Regions from separate parts of the Cyprinus carpio genome. Here region 1 is linked to region 2. A link is a contact called in public Hi-C data. All regions are on one chromosome and are shown on one strand. The core of a region is the stretch at or near the end of the contact, and the rest is flanking DNA. Distances in the headings are between cores, read along the strand shown. Region 1 holds the start of LOC109076521 (39S ribosomal protein L13, mitochondrial). Region 2 holds the start of LOC122139958.

What was found. A called contact is a pair of places that touch in the nucleus more often than the background predicts.
Region 1: a Hi-C map of skeletal muscle shows a contact between it and region 2, with 7 times the contacts expected there. The contact joins the promoter of LOC109076521 here to the promoter of LOC122139958 in region 2. A contact is called at or near these places in 3 of 8 Hi-C or Micro-C datasets (liver and skeletal muscle).

Annotation. Positions count from the first base shown.
Region 1 is chrB16:10,888,530-10,893,247 of ASM1834038v1, reverse strand. LOC109076521 (39S ribosomal protein L13, mitochondrial) reads left to right here and starts at 1,678. Exons shown (of 7, transcript XM_019092213.2): 1 at 1,678-1,891; 2 at 2,467-2,590; 3 at 3,782-3,875; 4 at 4,143-4,203. The coding sequence starts at 1,760. LOC109080862 (mdm2-binding protein) reads right to left here and starts at 1,603. Exons shown (of 22, transcript XM_042740707.1): 1 at 1,407-1,603; 2 at 1,228-1,308; 3 at 1,061-1,134; 4 at 80-222. The coding sequence starts at 1,470.
Region 2 is chrB16:10,702,436-10,707,170 of ASM1834038v1, reverse strand. LOC122139958 reads left to right here and starts at 2,316. Exons shown (of 2, transcript XM_042740697.1): 1 at 2,316-2,417; 2 at 2,604-3,586. The coding sequence starts at 2,415. The coding sequence ends at 3,101. LOC109080439 reads left to right here and starts at 3,776. Exons shown (of 9, transcript XM_042741881.1): 1 at 3,776-4,010; 2 at 4,236-4,686. The coding sequence starts at 4,245.

The DNA.
Region 1 (4,718 bases), core at 429-2,928, 190 kb before region 2:
AACAAGATTAATTCTTTGGCCCAAAAAGGTTCTTCAGTTTGAGATGTTATGTAGTGACGTATCAATCACAATCTCTCACTCTGCATGGGACGGGTTCTCTGTGAGCACGTTCTGTTCCTCTTGCTCCTGAAGGGCAGCAATGCAGGTGTCTAAAGCAGACGGCTCTGATTCCTCACTGTCACTGCGCTGGGAACACAGTTCCTCCCACTCTGAGCTGCACCACTGGAAATACACAGTAAAGAGTGTGTGTGTGTGTGTGTGTGTGTGTGTGTGTGTGTGTGTATGATCAGAAGCACTATACCAGGGTTTTTCAATCTTTCATACGTACATATGATCATCCTCACACAAGTGATCCCATTCTAAAATTTAAAGGCAACTATGTACTTTCATGTATAAAGACCCAATTTATACTAATTTAAATTGTTATAATATATATGATACTAGTATAATACTATAATATAAACTATTCAGGAAATATTTAGTTTCTTTTAGGTTAAAATATTTTTTCTACTCACTATAGTACTGAAGTACTGCATAATTGCTGTTAATGGTGTTACTCGTCTGTTTGTTTACGTCTTTTATTGATTTTTCTGAACATTTCTGCCGTATGCACATGAACTGACAGTCACCACTGATAAGCTACTACTAAATATTGTAGAAACTTAATTTTCTGTAAAGTTGCTTTGCAATGATTTGTATCGTAAAAAGCGCTATACATATAAACTTGAATTGAATTGTTAGATGCATATTCCTTATTTTAATCAGATTTTTATTATTTATTCATTTTTTGAATTTTGAATCTAATTTTACTGTTTACATATTTATTTTAATCTATTTATTTACTTATTTTTTTATTTTATCTAATTTTGTACTTTCATTTTATTTATGTTAAATATTTTATATTTATATATTTATTTTAAGAATTGATCTTTTTTAGGCTTTTTAAAAACCCTTGAACTAATCTACATTATTACTTTATAACCTTTGTTTGTCAGACCCAGGTTATGTCATTTGTAACCAATCTAATGTGAGAGTGCACTGAACAAGAAATGTTAATTACCTGTGTCGTACCATAACTGGCTTGAATGGCAAAGTACCATCTCTGTGGGCCAGGACTACCACTCAGAGAGCAGGCTTCATGAATTTAAACAAACAAAGTCAAGCTTCAAAACATAACTTATGGAAAATGAGAGGCGAATGAGGTTATGCATAAATGCACAAACCTACCTGGAAATGGAGGAATGCGCGTTAAATTCGACTTAGAAATGTTCTTGAAGTTATCAAACACTTTTTTGGTTTCATCAACCCCTGCAATAAAACCAATAACGTTACGTTAACATGTCAAAACAGCAACAGAACGCCAAAGCAGGACTTCTAACAATTACTGATATGCGGCGTCCTCTTACCGTTAAAAGAGCCCTCTTTCTTTGGCTCTAGATTGATTATAACAACTAGCACGTATCTGTCCATAACTGTATGCTGCCGTGTTCATGTAAACTAATGTTAACTTGTTACAGCTCCACACAGTACAAAACAAATTTGCGCGCGTTTACAACCAACACGGACGTTCGAAGATGACGTGACGATGACGTGTGCGCTACCAAAAAAAACACAGTCGGTAGGAACAGATTAATACACGCTTATAAATAACAACACGCGGAGATGGGGGTGAACTAAACACAGATTAAAATCATATACTTATTGTTATTCAAATTACATTATCAATGTAAAATAATCTGAGAGCATTAAAATTATAACTATGAAATATGGAACCACGTTTTCATTCTGTTGGTCGGGGGGAAGTAAATTGCTGCTGTACCACTACAGTCACGTTGAGGTCAAATTTATCAAATGCTTTTTTAAAATGTCTAGTTTTTCAAGATCAGCTCAGGTAAGTTGTTTATTATGGCTTACTGTCATACTGGTCAAATGCCATAAATATACTAACGTTACTCTGTCAGCCGATGCTTCTGTTATGGAAAGCGTGATCTTTCTATTGAACTTGTGCGTTAAAGAGCGAATGTGTATAATGTCTGCACTCATGTGCATGGAACTATTTAATTATCATTTGAAATTAAATCTGTTGTAGTGTAGCGTTGAAAATTAGTGAATGTAGATGAGTGGTAAACGTGTACTAATGAATCAGTTGACCAGTGACAGGTAAAGTGGACAGTTCACCAGACAATAAAAATAAAAAAATTCCAGATCTGTATGATATTATTTATTCTGTAGAACACAAAAGGAAATGTTAAACGGGATGTTATGGACGCCTCAGTCACCATTCACTTTCATTAGACCGTGTTCCTTGCATTAAACTGACCGCTGACTGATCTGTCATCTGATTAAAATCTGCCACGGGCGATAAAAATTGTACTTCAACTATTAGTTATTGCGAACAGATTGTGTTCGGTCATTGAAATAAATCAACTTGCATTTCATAAATTGCTCTCTCTTTTTCCCCTTCAGCAATGGGCGACCTTTGCAAGATCCTGGTTCCTAATAGACGCCAGGATGCAGCCTCCTGGAAAGATCGCCTCTATGTGTTCAGTGCGTCTTCAAGGAAAGCATAAACCCATTTACCATCCACTGAGTGAGTACATGTGTTTACTAAGCCAACCCAAAGTCTTTCTATTCATCTCCCACCTCAACATTGATTCCGTTATGAATTGACTGGGAATGTGAAGTAGCCGAATGGCCACAAGATGGAAGTAAACGACCACTGTTTAAAATAATGTTTAAAATTATGTAAACAAAGCAAGAAGTTCAATGCATTTGCCTATTTGTATATGTAAAAAATTGCCTTTATTTTAGTTGACGTTGTCCCATTATGTGTACTATGCTGTTTCTGTATACTGTAAATGGAATATTGCATATTGTATTTTGTGTTTATGTTAAGGACTTCTGTCTTAAAAAAAAACACAGACCATCTGTAATGGTAATTTATGTAACACCTAACATGAAAGGCTGAATCTTTAATGAGAATGTTTAAAATTGCAAGAGTAAACATGCTGCAAAATCATTCTCCAAAGCTGTGATCAAGATTTATTGATATAAATTCCTGACAGGAATTACAGTTCTTCCCTTGATCTGAATGTGAAAAGCTGTTAGTGTGGCAGCTAATTCCAGAGAGATGTAAGATGTCATGACTTCTGACTCCGACGGGTTCTGGAATTGATACATTAGTCTGGAGCTGCACGCCGTATGTGCCTGCAGCTCACTCACAGACCCTGCTGATGGTGCTTCCTTCCTGAGACACGCTGGGAGTTTTTAATGAAACTCTCACTCTCTGATAGATGAATGAGCATAACAGGCCAAGAGATGAAAATTCAGGGCTGTGCAGTTATTCTGCCAGGCAGCAAGTCGGAGAAAGGAGGGGCCGTGTTTTTATTTCATGCATTTGAAGGAATAAATATTTTTGGCTAGGATTTTTTTTTTTCAGTTGCTCAGTTAAACCTGTGTGTAAATGTTTAATCATAACTTTAGTGTTATATTAGATCCATCAAGCCTTTGTTTTTCATTTAATCCTCAACAACATGGATGTTCACATTCAGAGAGAAATAGTGTTTTGACTGATGGAGTGTGTGTGTGTGTGGGGGGGGGGTGTATTTGTTTCTGTTATAGTCAGTATTTTTATTTGATGAATAGTAATTATTTACTTGTGTCTAGAGCACTACTTTACTATATATATATATATATATATATATTTATCATCGAGCAATGTCAAGAGTTCAAGCTGAATGTGCAAATTTATCATGTACATATATACATGTCTTGTTCCCAGGTGATATTGGAGATCATGTGGTGGTCATGAACACCAGACACATCGCCTTCTCCGGAAATAAATGGGAACAGAAAGTGTATTCTTCTCACACTGGGTAAACCGCTCTCTCCTTCTACATTCTCGCTCAACTGAGGAAAGAGAACATGCTTTTTACAATCTTTCATTTATGCCCTGCTCTCGGCTGTGTTTTCTTTGTGCTGACAAAGAGCAAAAACCAAAAAGGAAATCTGAGATCTGACCCACATGATTTACGATATGCATGGTGCATGTAATAGAAACAATATGCTGCTTTCCAAAATGCTTAGAATGTGACTTCTAGGTCTGATTTGAAAAACTAAAGACCTGCTTTTTCATCCCACAGCTACCCTGGTTCATTCAAACAGCTCACAGCAGCCCAAATGCACAAAAAAGACCCAACAGCTGTGAGTATCCTTCTCTAAATTTGGCTTTTGAACTGGACAATTCTCTGTGACAAATTCAATTTTGCAGTGATTTCTACAATAACAGTGTCCCCACGTCACTCACAACCCTGCCACTGGTTCAAACCTGTTCATAATTTGAGTCAAATTGCCTTGCACCTTGGAGGGAGGTGAAAATTGACTTTATTTATTAATTTATGCAAATGATGCCCAAATGTTTTTTAATAATTTCAGATAGTGGCAGTTGCAGAGAAAATATTCCCTCACAATCAGCATGCCACACATTTGAATAATAAATGCAGCGCAGACCCCATATCGCCCAGTTCTCCATCATTCTTTCAGTGCTTTTCCCAGTCTGTCCTTCACCGAACTTTTTCTCTCTCAGCGTCAGAAAGATTTTAAAGTGCTCTTTCAAGGCTCAAACACCTCAACATTATTAAAACAGCAGTCTTTCCTAGTCTGTCTGCTTCCAATATACACCTCTACAAGTGTCACCTGTCGCGGACGCGCCTGGATTG
Region 2 (4,735 bases), core at 1,067-3,566:
CATTGGTTACATAGAAATAAAAGAACAAAAGTGACCTGAATTCTGCAGGTCATGTGTCTAGACATGAAACAGCTCCTCGAATGTAATAAAGCTTGAATTTGCCATTGCTTTGCTGCAGTCAGGTTCGATATCATCTGGTATATCATCATTTACATTTGCCTCAAAATGAATAGGTAGACATTTAGTTTTAATTTTATCACAGCCAAGAATAACATGTTGTTCCTGAACCTTGACTCTCTTGACTTGCTTCTTAGCTGCGATCTCAACAGTGAAGAATGTGAAAGGCTTCTTGCTGATGCAGAGGTTCCCTTCATACATTTTTCCTGCTGATGAACACACAGCTATCACCCTTCTTGCTTCTCTGAAGGGAAGGAATGACTGAATCGGCCTGTTCCAGGTGTTGATTTTGGTGATGAACTTCTGCCATTCTCTTAGTTTGCGTGGATCATTTGGTGCGTCCTTACGAAGGTGGTGGTTCAGGAAAGTGTCATACCCATCCAGGTTCTTTGCTTTAGTGCAGGGCTTAGATGGGTACCACATGTCCAGCTCACTCAGACTAGTGTGGAGCACCACAGTCAAGATGATCACGAATGACAACATTTTAAGGATCTGAGGATGTTTGTGAAAATGCAAAAAAATGTCATTATTTTATAATGCTGATTTAACAGATTCTGTCAGCATTAAAAAGTTAAAAATCTATGTACTCAAAATACAGTGCAACTTTAAATTGGTTAATTTCAATTCAACAACAATGGAGAGACTCATTCTTATGTTATTTACCAGCAATAATAATAATAATAATAATAATACCATTAAAACAACAGACATACAAGACCATTATGAAAAACATATTACCATAATGCAAAAAGTACTTGTGTCCAGTCAGATGTTTGTCAGTGCTTTGACTCAGGTTCAGGTTTATATAGGTAGGTGTGCTGTGGGAAAAATAACGCTAGCAGTTCATCCAGAAGGAAGTGGCTAACCATCTTTAAGCTTCTTTATCACACTTTAAAATCTAGCATTGTGGCTTTTGTTTGTAAAAGAAGCAGTAAAACATGTTAAAACAAATATTTAACCAATTTGAATTATAAACCTCATATAATCAGAGGACAAAACAAAGAAGAAACAAATCACACAAAGAATAAAGTTGTTGTTTCTTTTCTAAGCTTTATCTAGAGTTATGTGAATTTATGCAGCGGAGCTTGAACTGATGTGGTTGCAGACTGAATTGTAGATTAGACTAGCACAGAAAATCAGTTTGTGACTGACATTTTTAAAGAACTTTGAACACCAAGGATAAAACTGAGCAAAATAAGAAATAATGCATTAATTAATATACTAGATGGAAAGAATTATAATTTAGTTGGTAAAAAACAAAAAAAAAACAAGGGAAAGAAACTGTGCGTGTGGGGCTGCAAGTTTCTAACCACATTTTGACAGGTGACACCAATAACGTTTTCCGTCGCACATTGCCATTATCACGACTGACCTTAGTATTACTTTGACTCAGTGGAGAAATACACATCATGCTTGAGGTCTGAGGGGCTGAAAATTGAGTGTGCACCTTCATGTTTTGACACCTGGTTGTGGTCCTAAAAAGAAAAAAGTCTGTGTGGCCAAGTATGTCCATAGGTCAAAGTCACATTACTACTTATTCCATTTTTTTTTTTGTATTATAATTTTTGTGTTTTATATATATATGTTTTTTATAAAATCTTTTTGAACTTTTATTTTTTTTTTGTGTATGTGTGTGCACACGTTTATATTTCTCAAATATAAATCTCAAGATGACATTTTAAATGAATTAAGAGTGTATAATAAACAATATGCTTCACAGATGAAAAATAATTGCCCACTTCCTGATGTCCTTATTACAATTTAACTACATAAACCACACACAGACATAAATCAGCAAAGAAGTTAAACCGCTAAACACAAGAGCTGTTATAAATGTGTACTACATTAGATATGAAATATGTAATCCCCATGTCTGATTTTTGTTCTTTATTCAAATACTGGTGTTGTCATATGTTATAACTTCCAATACGTATCAGAATGAACACAGTACTTACAATAATGTCAAAATATTGATAGTGAGACCTGAAAGTTTAATGCATCTTATAGCAAAAGGCTAATCATTTAACTCTGAAGTAATCTTGAATAACATCAGGTCTCCAGTATGTGTAGTGTGCATATGGCTACTGGATAAACCATTTATATAGGCATTACATATCAAATGAATTGAACTGAAAGAGTTAATGAAAGATAGGTGCTTAATAAAAGGAAAGGCGGTGTCCCACTTCCTGTCGATCTGCTCTGTTTCATGCAGAGACCACCAGCTATATAAGTGATCATATAATCTAGCACGCTTGAAGCTCTGTTTGCATCTGTTGGGACTGTACACTTCTCACAATATGGTAATGCACTGTTTCTAATTATGCATTGAATAAATCTGTAGGCTATAAGAGAATTTTTGAGACTTAAATGATCAAAGCTGACTTGGAAGTTAGTGGACATTTGTCATTTCTTCAGTACATAACTATTATTGATTGATTGATTGATTGATTGATTAAACTTTTTTGCATTTATACAAGCATCTTCAGACCTTGCTGTCATTCGTGGTCATCTTGACTCTCACACTCCACGCCTGTCTGAGTGAACCAGACATGCTGCACCCACCTCGACCCTGCACTGAAGCAGAAAACGAGAATGGTTACAACACTTTTCTTAAACGGCATGTACGCAATGACATACCAACCGATCTGAACAAAGAAAACTGGAAAAAGTTTATTAACAGAATCAGAACCTGGAACAGAACGATTCAGTCATTCTTTCCCTTCAGTGAGAAAGACAACGTGGAAGCTGTGTGTTCATCAGGAGGAAAGATGTTTGAGAGCAACCTCTGCATCAGCAAGAAGCCTTTTTCCTTCATCACTATTAAGATTGACAGTAAGAAGAAAATAATCAAAAGTGTCAACCTTCAAAAGCAGCATGTGATTCTTGCCTGTGATAAATTTGGCAACAAATGTCTCCCTGATCATTTTGAGGCAAATACAAAAAAATGTAAACCAAATAACAACAAACTAGACTGCAGTAAATGAATGAATGTTTCACAGAATTAATCACAGTTTTTTTTTTTTTTTGTTATGAGGAAGTGTTTCCCTGGCTGTAATGTAACAGTAGATAAATGACCTGCAGAAGTTTTATATATTCATGTTTTTTTTTTCTTATTCTGTGGGCTGATGAAATTGCTGATGTTGAAAATATAAATAAATGTCATATATATGAAACAACTTTCTCGCTATTATGTTTCAGAAACGTCGCTAGTGTCAGGAGAGAGAAGCAAGCACGTCTTACACATCTAAACTGATGCTCCACAAAGATTTTGGATTTATTTTCAATACACAGATTTTACAATGGAAATTAAGTTAGAAAATACACAGCTATGCATTTAAAGGGTTAAAAATAGGACAGAAGCTTCTAAATTATGTTGTTTTTTTTTGATGTAAAAAAAATCTTGATAACGCTATAAGTGGACCTCAGAGAAATAAAAAACAAAGGCAGTTCATGACCCCTTTAAATTTGAGCTTATGTTACGATTATATTAAATTAAACTTTATAATAGGCCTAGCCTACATGTAATTGTAAAATTAAATAGTCTATCAAATGGCCCAATTGATTCAAGGTTTTCTCAAGACATCAGTATGCCATCTAAAGACAGTAATAAATAGGCTAATTGCTCTAAATGTCTTCCAAAAGGACCATGAGTCATCATCCTATGGCTGTAATATTGGCTTACCATCAAAACTGAGGGAGCTAAAAGGGTTGACGTGTCATAACAAGTCTCAGCATTTTGGTCATAGAATTGAAGATTGAAACTCAAAGAGAGAAATACACACCAGAAAAAACACGAGTTCGTTTAGCTATAAAGGAAGCGAAAAGATACTGTTAAAAAGAAGAACTTCACAAACATAGACCACCAACACGTAGGTCTGCAGCTCAGCATTTCGGTAAGTATCATCCAATGTCATCTCGCCTATTAACATATCTATCTAGAGTGGCTTGCCTTTAGGAAGATAACCACGCGCATGCCACAGACACGAGCAGAGCCGTGGTTAAGCCCATATAGCATGCTATTTTTAGATGACTTTGCGAGAGGACCTGAGCTTTTGAACTGCGTCTGCAAAGCGGGATATTTTTGAGGAACTTCTGCCTTTTCTCTTTCTTCACAGCAGGTCTTCAAGATGATTGCTTTTCTGCTACTTGTGACTCTGGTCTGGTCTCAAAGCCACTCAGTGGATACAAACTCTAAGCCTTGTATGCCAGCGAAGTACAACAACGCTCATAATGTTTTCCTCAAGCGCCATATTCCAGAGGAGGTGCCCAAAACGTGGGACAATAACGCTTGGGAAACTTTCCTGAGGAAAATTAAAACGTGTGGCAGACCGACGCAGTCGTTCTTCCGTGCCAGCGAGAAACAGCGAGTGGAGAATGTGTGTACTAAAGCCGGGGGTAAGACCCTGTCCCGTAACCTGTGCATCAGTAAAGAGAAATTCTCCTTCGTAACGGTGCGGGTCGATATCAACGAAGGCGCGTGTGGGATCAAAAACATCCGCAATGAGACCAAACACATCATCCTCGCCTGTGAACAGATAGGAGATGCCTGTCTTGTTCGTAAGACAAATGGTAAATCTCTGTGCCTTCATACATAAATATCATTGAGCTTCTAACGGTA